2 separate regions of the Bos taurus genome follow, and region 1 is linked to region 2. A link is a contact called in public Hi-C data. All regions are on one chromosome and are shown on one strand. Each heading gives the region's core, a stretch centred on a gene start, on an enhancer-like site or on the middle of the called end of the contact. The rest is flanking DNA. Distances are from core to core; before and after follow the strand shown. Region 1 holds the start of LOXHD1 (lipoxygenase homology PLAT domains 1). Region 2 holds the start of C24H18orf25 (chromosome 24 C18orf25 homolog).

What was found. Hi-C and Micro-C count contacts between places; a contact is called where the count stands out from the background.
Region 1: a contact with region 2 is called in a Hi-C map of skeletal muscle, with 5 times the contacts expected there. The contact joins the promoter of LOXHD1 here to the promoter of C24H18orf25 in region 2. A contact is called at or near these places in 3 of 11 Hi-C or Micro-C datasets (liver, skeletal muscle and an unstated tissue).

The regions. Positions count from the first base shown.
Region 1 is chr24:46,395,082-46,399,952 of ARS-UCD2.0, forward strand. LOXHD1 (lipoxygenase homology PLAT domains 1) reads right to left here and starts at 1,329. Exons shown (of 41, transcript XM_059881070.1): 1 at 888-1,329. The coding sequence starts at 1,017.
Region 2 is chr24:45,911,527-45,916,024 of ARS-UCD2.0, forward strand. It overlaps C24H18orf25 (chromosome 24 C18orf25 homolog), which reads left to right and starts at 1,885. Exons shown (of 4, transcript NM_001105439.1): 1 at 1,885-2,201. LOC104975782 (a long non-coding RNA gene) reads right to left here and starts at 1,249. Exons shown (of 3, transcript XR_815227.4): 1 at 1,163-1,249; 2 at 166-272. LOC112444237 (U6 spliceosomal RNA) reads left to right here and starts at 249; the gene lies at 249-352.

The DNA of each region.
Region 1 (4,871 bases), core at 79-2,578, 480 kb after region 2:
TTCAGAGATCAGGTAGACAGCACTGATGCATGAAACCCAGGTGGCACAATGGTAAAACAAAATCTGCTTGCCAATGCAAGAGATGCAAGAGATGTGGGTTCCATCCCTGGGTCAGGAATATCTCCTGGAGAAGGAAATGGAGCCCACTCCAACATTCTTGCCTAGAACATTCCATGGACAGAGGAGCCTGGCAAGCTACAGACCATGGGGTTGCAAAAAGTCAGACAATGTCTGAGCGAACACACACACATGAGTGATAAATCCACTGCCTAATAGGCGTTCACAGTCAAACATTTTTTTAAATTGTAAAAGCAAAGCAAAAAAAAAAAAAAAACACCAAAGCAAACAAAAGCCCCCTTTGAGCCAAAACTGGCTCCTGGGTCCCTAGTTCACCCCTTCTCTGGTTTACTTGACATGAAGGTAGAGTATTTCCAAGCAGCTGCCATGCACCCCAGAGGAAAGGAAGACTAAAAGGCCAAGCTCCAACTGCCCTCCCCAAGTGGACCACAGCATCGCCTTGCGAAGCCCCAGGGCCCTCTCTCTGTTGGCCACGGCGGGCAGCAGCGCCGAGCCCCTGCTGAGCATGTGATGAGCGCCCAGGTCTCCTTCCACAGGCCTTTCACAGCCTCATGCAGGCCGCCCGTCAGAGAGCAGGCTGGAGGTACGGGAGCTGGAGAGGGTGGCCCTTCTGTTCCAGTCTGTTCTGTGCCACTGTGACTCTGTGGCCCTCAGTACAGTGGGGCCCTCGTGTACCCCCAAGAGGATGCAGTACAGACCCAACAGGATAGTCCACGGGAAAGGGGTCGAGGCAGAACCTTAAACTCCCCTCTCAAAGCGAGGGACGGGATCGGATGGGCCCCCCACCCTGCAGCCAGGACCCGGCAGACCTTTGGCCTTGTAGTAATCATGCTCCAGCTCCTCCTCGTCGTCTCCTGAGGCGTAGTTCAGCAGCTCCTGCTCATACAGGGCTAGGAAGTCAATGTCTTTCTTTCTCCTCTTTTTCTTCTGGGGCATCATTGTGCTGGCTGCCCCTTCCTGGCCCTCACTGGCTCAGCGTTCCCACTCCCTGGCCCCTTCCAGGACCCCCCTCTCCTTGGGCTCCTGCACACACGTTCGGGTGGATCAAAGCCCACACGTGTCCAGAGCCCTCCCGCTCCGTTCTCCTCACTGGCCCCTGAGCAGGACCCCGGGGCTTTACCCCAGTCTTTCCTGCCCCTGGCCCCTGTCTCTGGCTCCCTCTCCCCCGCCACCTCCTTTGCACCTGCCGTGGGCTCTCCTTGGGCCTCATGACTTATTCATGGGGACCGAGGACAGGCTATCCTCCTTACCCCTCCCCTCCCACCCACCCCCTTCTCATCCTTTCATGGAGAATCAGGTGACATGAGCCCTTGGCATCTGTTTCCTACCTGGCCTCACAGCAAGGCCCCCCCACCCCAGGAACAGATGGGGCCTCCCCCCTAAAGATAAACCAGTCTCGCAGCCTCGAGGGCCGTGAAAGCGTGCCCCCAGGACCTGGGGCCTTTCTGAGGCACGCAGGGCCCCAAATTAGCTGGGCCCCTGGACACAGAGGACTCAGTTTCTCTCTATTATTTATGACCTCTGCTCATCTTACAAGGCAGACAGGTTCTAACTGGGTCCTTCTCAACCTCTCTGCTTTCATCTCCTTTAGACTCCAGAAGAGGCCGTTCAGCCAGGAGGGACCTGCTGCTCTGACGAACACTCAGACCACCCACGAGGTGCTTCCTGAGTCCTGAGTTCCTACAGCTGAAGCCAAGGATGCTGGGGAAGCCCACCGAGTCCTAGGTGACCCCCACAGTGCCCCGACAGGCTGGCAAAGTTGACCAGCATCTGTTCTAACAAGAGCTTTCCATTTGCCCGTATCGCCCTCTGCACTTTGCAGTGAAATAGTAGAAACCCTGAGTGCCCACCCAGATGCCTGCCCCACTCAGCCCTTACCTTCCCTGCAGGCCCATGTGGGGTTCTGAGTCACAGCAAGAGGACCAGAGGCCCCTCCCCACCCTTGGTCAGCACGAAAGTTTCCCTTAGGGCCACTAGACCCCTCTGCCTTGCTGATTTTATTAAGATTTCTTACAGCCTGAATTGTAAAATGTCTATGTAAATCCTGAAATGCTGGAAATTTTCAGTCCACTTGGAACTTTCATCCCTCTCTCTGGCTGTGTGAGGTCATCAGATAAAACTGAGGTCATAAGACAAAACTGGTCTGCCTACCACCTCCTGGCTGTGCAGCTTGGACAAGCCAGTCTCCTCATCTGTAAAAGGGGGAGCATGACTCATTAAAACCTATCGAACACTTGGAGAAAGTGCTTGGTCAGCAGAAGCCTCAGGAACACAGTAGAAGCTTAATAAACATTCATGACTCAGGACTTCTCTCTTATTTTGCACAGCAGGGATGGGGGTGGGGAGTGGGGGTTTCAGTGATGCTTCGTTATCATCTCAGATTGTCCCAGAAGCTCTCCTTCAGGTCCCATATGCAAGGATGAACCCCAGTGTCCTTCCTCTGTGGGTCCCGGCCCACAGTAACACATCAGAGACACTAACAAACAGATGAAACAGCCAGGGCCGTCCTGCAAGGCCCTGTCTACTTGATGCCCTTCCCCTGCCTCTCCCAGCCTTGAGCTCTGTGGGGGCAGGGACCATGCCCCCTTGCTCATTGTTAGGCCCCCAGTGCCTATAAGATGCCTGGCACACTACCGGCTTTTGTACCTGCTTGCTCAGTGAATGAATGGATGCTCAGTGGATGGATAAACAAATGGCAGTCAGATCTACAAACCAGCTACGAGGAAAACAGAATAGGCTGAAAAGGAAACACACTCTACACGACATGCTTGTAAAGTGAGTGTTCCAGAACCAATACCGTCCTGAGGGCACATTTGGCCTGGAGAAGAGGACATTTTGAGAGTCTGCAAACGTGAGTGACTGTCTAGACTAAGGCTGAAAGGGCAGTCTTACAACTGCGGGTGATTAAAGGCTGGTTTCAACTCAATCCAGAAAGAAGGAAGGGACGCTGAGTGCCGCCTGGGGTCACAGAGGTCTGAGGGCAGCTGGCATTGCTTGTCTACCAACAGCAGGGGGCACTCCAGGAGCCTCTGCGGGTTTGGGCTGGCAGACTCTCAGTCCAGTAGCCGCGACATTCTGTGACACGGAGTGGCAGGTGCCTGTGGATGGTGGAGGAGCCACAACGGGCCACCCAGGTAGGATTAACAGGCTTCCAGCCCAGGGGCGCTCAGTCCCCACAACACACTGGAGTCACCTGGAGAATTTTTAAAGGCTGCTGCCTGGTTGTCCCAGAGACCCTGATTTACTCAGTCTGGGGCAGAGCCTGGGCAGTCGAGTCCTCAAAGCTCCTAGGTGATGCAGGACATCCAACAGCAGTCAGCATGCCCATCCCTCCCCAGACCCTGGGGCGGCTTTGTGCTTTGGAGCCACCCAAGTGGCTCAAGGGGACTTTCCAGGTGGTCCAGGGGTTAAGATTCTGGGCCTCCAATGCAAGGGATACAGGTTCAACTCCTGGTTGGGGAACTAAGATCCCACATGTGCTGATAAATGAATAAATGTTTGCTTCCCTGGTGGCTCAGCTAGTAAAGAATCTGCCTGCAATGCAGGAGACCTGAGTTCAATCCCTGGGTTGGGAAGATCCGCTGGAGGAGGGCATGGCTACCCACTCCAGTATTCTTGCCAGGAGAATCCCCGTGGACAGAGGTGCCTGCTGGGCTACAGTCCATGGGGTTCCAAAGAGTCAGACACCACTGATCCACTATGTACACACACACAAGTGGCTCAAGTGGTAAAGAATCTGCCTGCCAAGCAAGAGACACAGGTTCGATCCCTGGGTGGGGAAGATCCCCTGGAGAAGGAAATAGCAACCCATTCCAGTATTATTGCCTGGAAAATCCCATGGACAGAGGAACCTGGCAGGCTACAATCCATGGGGTTGCAAAAGAGTCAGACACTATTTAGCGACTGAACAACAAGTCCTTACTACAGGAAGGCATCTCTGGCCCTAAACATTATCACTCAGGAAAGATCAACTTTTCTTCCATCTTGCTTCTGCTGGCGGCGCCAAAGTCTGAATGAGGAATAGGAGTGGAGTTTAAGTGTGGGTGACGCACGCCCCCTGCTGGCACTGTGTGGTTTGACCTCTGTTGTTAATTTCACATTGGGTTCTTCAGGAGGTCTTTGGGACCTTAAAGATTACTGGGAAATTACTAGGGAAATATCATTTTGCATGAGGATCCATTCAGAGAAAAAAAATTAAACAAAGTGCTCATTTTGCATGAGGGCCCATTCAAGAAAAAATAAATTTCTATTGGAATTTTTTTAAAAAAACTGAATCAAATATTTTTAGAACATCCTATGTCTCTAGAACATAATGATTAAGGGAGCAGAATCTGAAACAATACCAAGTGTTAACAGGAATGTGGAGCAACTAGAACTCTCACGCTGCTGGTGGCAGTGTGAAATGATACCATCACTTTGCAAAACAGTTTGACACATTCTTGTAAAGACACTTCCCACACAACCCAAAATTTCCACTCGTGGATATCTACCTGCTGCTGCTGCTGCTAAGTCGCTTCAGTCGTGTCCAACTCTGTGCGACCCCAGAGACGGCAGCCCACCAGGCTCCTCCGTCCCTGGGATTCTCCAGGCAAGAACACTGGAGTGGGTTGCCATTTCCTTCTCCAGTGCATGAAAGTGAAAAGTGAAAGTGAAGTCGCTCAGTCGTGTCCAACTCCTAGTGACCCCGTGGACTGCAGCCTACCAGGCTCCTCCATCCATGGGATTTTCCAGGCAAGAGTACTGGAGTGGGTTGCCATTGCCTTCTCCGGATATCTACCTAGGAGAAGTGAAAA
Region 2 (4,498 bases), core at 635-3,134:
CTTTACCAGCTGAGCTACTAGGGAATTAATTAGGATTAATTAATTAATTAGGATTAATTAATTAATTAATTAGGATATCAAACTCCCCAGACTCCAAAAATAAGCAGTCCAGTCATTGTAGTGAATTGACTTGTTGGTATCAAACAGAAGGAGCCAAGTCAGTACCTCAGAAGTCAGGGTCCTACTTCAGCATCTCTGCAGTACTGATGAGATAAGATCGTGGAGAGGCTGTTTTAAAACTGAATGTAGTGCTCACTTCGGCAGCACATACCCTAAAATTGGAAGGATACAGAGATTAGCATGGCCCCTGCACAAGGATGACATGCAAATTCGAGAAGCATTCCTTATTTTTTAGTGAAAAAAAAATGTATTTGTCCTTATTCATTCATTCATTTCAGACCGACAGCTGTCATCTTAGTAGTTAGTCCTTTTCTCTTTTTCTCCTGAAAGAGCCTGGGCTCTTGTCACTACCCCCAAAACCTCTCAAATTCCTTGAGGACTAAGGAAGCAGGGAAATAAATGAATGAGATAACACACATAAACAAAATGTTTATCTGGCACATAGTATGTTCTCACTGAATTTCAAGGAGGCACGTGGTGGTAGCAGTTGAGAATGCAGGCTCTGGAGTTGAGCTGCCGGTGTCATGCCACTTTCTGAGGAGCGACTGTGGGCAGGTCACTTTACCACTGTCTGGCTCCACTTTTGTCATCTGGGGCCAAGAATACCACCAGACCCATGGAGTTCTTGTGAGAATTAGATGAATGAGTCCATTTAGATGCATAGTAAGTGTCTTGCACATAACACGCATTCAGAGAAGTTAGCTATTATTATTATTTTATCAATCTACTCATGAAGGAATGGGAAATTCCCATGCCTGTAGGCAGGAGGCATAAATGAGTGAACTGGGGGAGCTGGAGGGCCTGATCTAAAGGGGAGACTGACGTTAAGGGAAGCATGGAACCGGCGCTGTGATTTTCAGAATGTCCTCCAGTGGAATGTCACCCCAACTCCCAGCACGGCTCCTGAAAAGGTAAATCCCTTTGACATTTTCTCCTCAAGCCCTTATGTATTCATTTATTTCTCAAAACCCTGCTTTTAGGGAGAGCGAAGCGTTGGCCAGATCTTGAGTTGTGAGATTTCTCTTTCTTAAGCCCACCTCACCTTTTTTCCAGGTCTCGCGTCCAGCACGTTTCTTCCTCGATCCCAGACCTCAGCGAAGGGCGTCGAAAGCTCAGGGCGCGCTAGTGCAAATCCGGAGTGACTGCAAAGGTGGGATTTGGGGCGTCTTGCATAGCGCGTACGGGGCGGAGTGGAGTTTCTCTGGGGGACTCTTGACTCACCAGCAGGTGGCGGTCTGTCTGCAAGGCGTGCAAGGTTCATCCAGAAAACTTGAACGGAATGTTGATGCCACTGCATCAGAGAGGCACAGCCAAGTCTCCGCGAGTAGAGCCGTGGGCATCCGCGAAAAGGTGGGGAAGAGAACGGAGCGGACTTCCTTGCCGGCGTGACTCAAGGATTCAAACGCCAAGAGCTTCCTTCGGTAACGCTTCAGGAGGGGTGAGTCCTGAGCAGCGCACAGAAAAGAGAGCGCCGACTTTCTCTTAGGGCATTATCCGTGGCTTGTATTGACTGGCTTCCCGACACCCCCCGCCCCCCGGGGGCAAGACATTTCTTAGAAGGGAACTGCCTGAGCGGATACAGGGAGCGTGGGAAAACCCGGGAGGCCGATGCCGGCGCGCCAGGCGAGCTGCAGCCGGAGGAGCGTGAGGTCCGTCCCGCCAGATGGCGCTGTCTGGCTTCCTTTCGGCCTCCCGCGCTCGTCCCTAGAGGTTCCCCGTCGCAGCGGCCGCTCTAGCCGGGCGGGCTCAGGGCTCTGTGGTTCCGGGCGGAAGTGAGGCGCCGAGCGGAACGGCCTCTGGTGACATTTTCTCCGGGCGGCGCGGACGAGTGAAGGGACTTGGTGGAGGAGGCTGCGGAGGCGGTGGGGTTCGCTTTGGCCTCCCCTTGACCCCGGTGGGGGTCCTGACCGCAACCCTCTACTCGTCGCTGGAGCTTGTGCTGAGGAGAGAAGGCGACGGTGGGGCCGTCGCGTTCCTAGTCGCCGCGGCCCGGAGGGAACCGGCCAGGGGGGGCTCGGTGCGTGCCCCGACGGGGCGCGCGCGGAGCGGGCGACGAGGTGCGGGGCTGCTGCGTAGCGCAGGTGAGGCGCGACGGGGCCCAGGGCCGCGGCCCGGCTCCGATCCGAGCCGTGGGACCCGGGCTGCTTCCCGGGGAAGCGGGGGGTCAGGTTCAGTGGGACGGGGTGCGGGCCGCGGGCGAGGTTTCTGCGGCGTTTAGGGCGCCGGGGTCGTGACGGGCAGGGCTGTCGGGCGCCGGGTCTTCAAGCCCGGAACCCGGCGGGAGGCGCGGCCCGGGTAGCGGCCGACTGGAGGGACGAAAACAGCCCGACCCCTGGCTCACTGGCTCGCCGGTGACCCTCGCGTCCTCCGGGCCCGGCGGGCCGAACCGTTCTCCCCGCTTCCCTGCCCCCGGTGGATCCCTTTCCCCGGAGGCTGGAGGTGTCGCAGCCCGTGGGCCGCGCGCGGGAGGTGGGGAGCGGCTTCGCGGCCCCGGAGTTGTCTTTCGCGCAACTTTCCGGGACCCCGGGTGGCCGGGCGTAGTGGCCGCGGCGGCTTTGCCAACTCTACTGGCCCCGCGAGCCGGGAATCTGGCGCCGACACCTGCTCGGACTCCTCTGAGAGCCCGGGCGGCCGCCCCAGCACCGCGGCTGCTAAGGCCTGGGAGGAGGGAGGAAGGCTCTCTCCCGCTTGGCGCCGCCTGCGTTTTTGGGCGCTTCCACTACCTTCTTCGGTCGGCAGACGCCCCCCTGGTCAATGGGAGGGATGTGTCAGTCTCCAAAATTGACCTCTTTCTGGCGAATTTGTCAACTCTGTTTAGAAAAACCCGACGAGGATGTAACCTGACCAGCCTCAACTTCATCATCATCTTTGTCTTTTCCTCAGTGGTACTTCGTACTTTGTACTTTATTTTCTCGTAGCACCGATTTCAGTGTCTTGGGGCGGCAACTCCCCACAGAACCTCAGCCCGTCATTCATTCTCCCTTTTAAATCGTCCTCTCTGCTATCACAGAATAGATGCTCACAGGTTGAAGGAATGAACGTCCGTACCTGTTCCAGATTGAACCGCTTGAGCAGTTTGTGCTGGATGTGCTTTTGGTTTCTCGCCTGAGCTTCTGCTTTCTGAATCCTTCCACCCAGTAGGATGCAAAACCCACTGATGATGCTTTGTCAAGGTCGGGCCTTTTCATTACAAATACATCTGGCAGTTTTGCTTAGGCTCTTGTGTAGTGTCGTGTGTTAACAGTTTGAAATTACTCTCTTTCTTCTCTTGGGATATTTTAAGGAGGGAGGCTATTAACTTTCTAATGTGGTTTTGCTGATCCTGGCAATCTGGATCCCTTCAGTAAGAACATTGCCTTTTAACAATCATTTTTGGAGGCCTACATGTTACCTGATGTCCTGAGGAGTGACAGTGTTGATCTTTTTTAGTAGGAAGTGTAATATTTTTGTTAAATAGTCTGGGTAATACAATACTTACTTGAGTGCTTTATGCACAGTAAATATAAAACTAGGAATTAAATTTGAATTCAGGAAACTTATGATGAAATTTACTGTGATGACCTATATGCTACTTTATGAAGAGCTTTAGTGAAATTTCATGCAGTTTTGTAAAATGAGAAATAAAGACATTTCTAAATCATATTCTTTCAGAGTGCTTTTCAGTACCACTGTAATCTTGACATGTGAAACCATACCTTTTTTATAATGTTAACAAAGTGGTTAACTTCAAAACATAAAATAGGAAAGGAGAAACTTCAAGGTAATTATACCTGAAGTGTCAGCTAAATATGATTTCTTAATGGGAAAATTTTTTTTCTGACATCTTATTTGTGAAAAATAGGATGGACTAGATTTTGGGACTGGAAACTTTCTCTGTTGTTAGCTTCATATTAAGCTCATAATGTTACATTACTGACTAATTCAGTTTGTATTATTCTTAAATGCATTTATGAAAGAATGTCATAAATGCTCTTTGTTTTATAGTTTGCATGATTAAAGATAGATTTACCTTTAGATTATAATTTAATGAGGTTCTGAGAGAACTGAGTGCTCAGTGTTTGTTCTTCAAAGGTTCTGTTTCATATGTGACATTACCCTTGTGTGTATGACTAGTAACTTCTAGGGGGTTGTGTAGTTACTCATTATTCAAGGGGTTGTTTTGCTGGGATCTTCAGTCTTATGGTTTTATTTTGATGTGTGCATGAATAGAGTTGACATGTGGGCACTTAGAATGTTTTCTTTCTTTTGAAAGTTTGGAAGTGATACATGTATGCGTAGACACAGACACACACACACATGGGCTTCCCTGGTGGCTCAGTAAAGAATCCACCTGCAATGTAAGAGACCTGGGTTTGATCCCCGGTTGGGAAGATCCCCT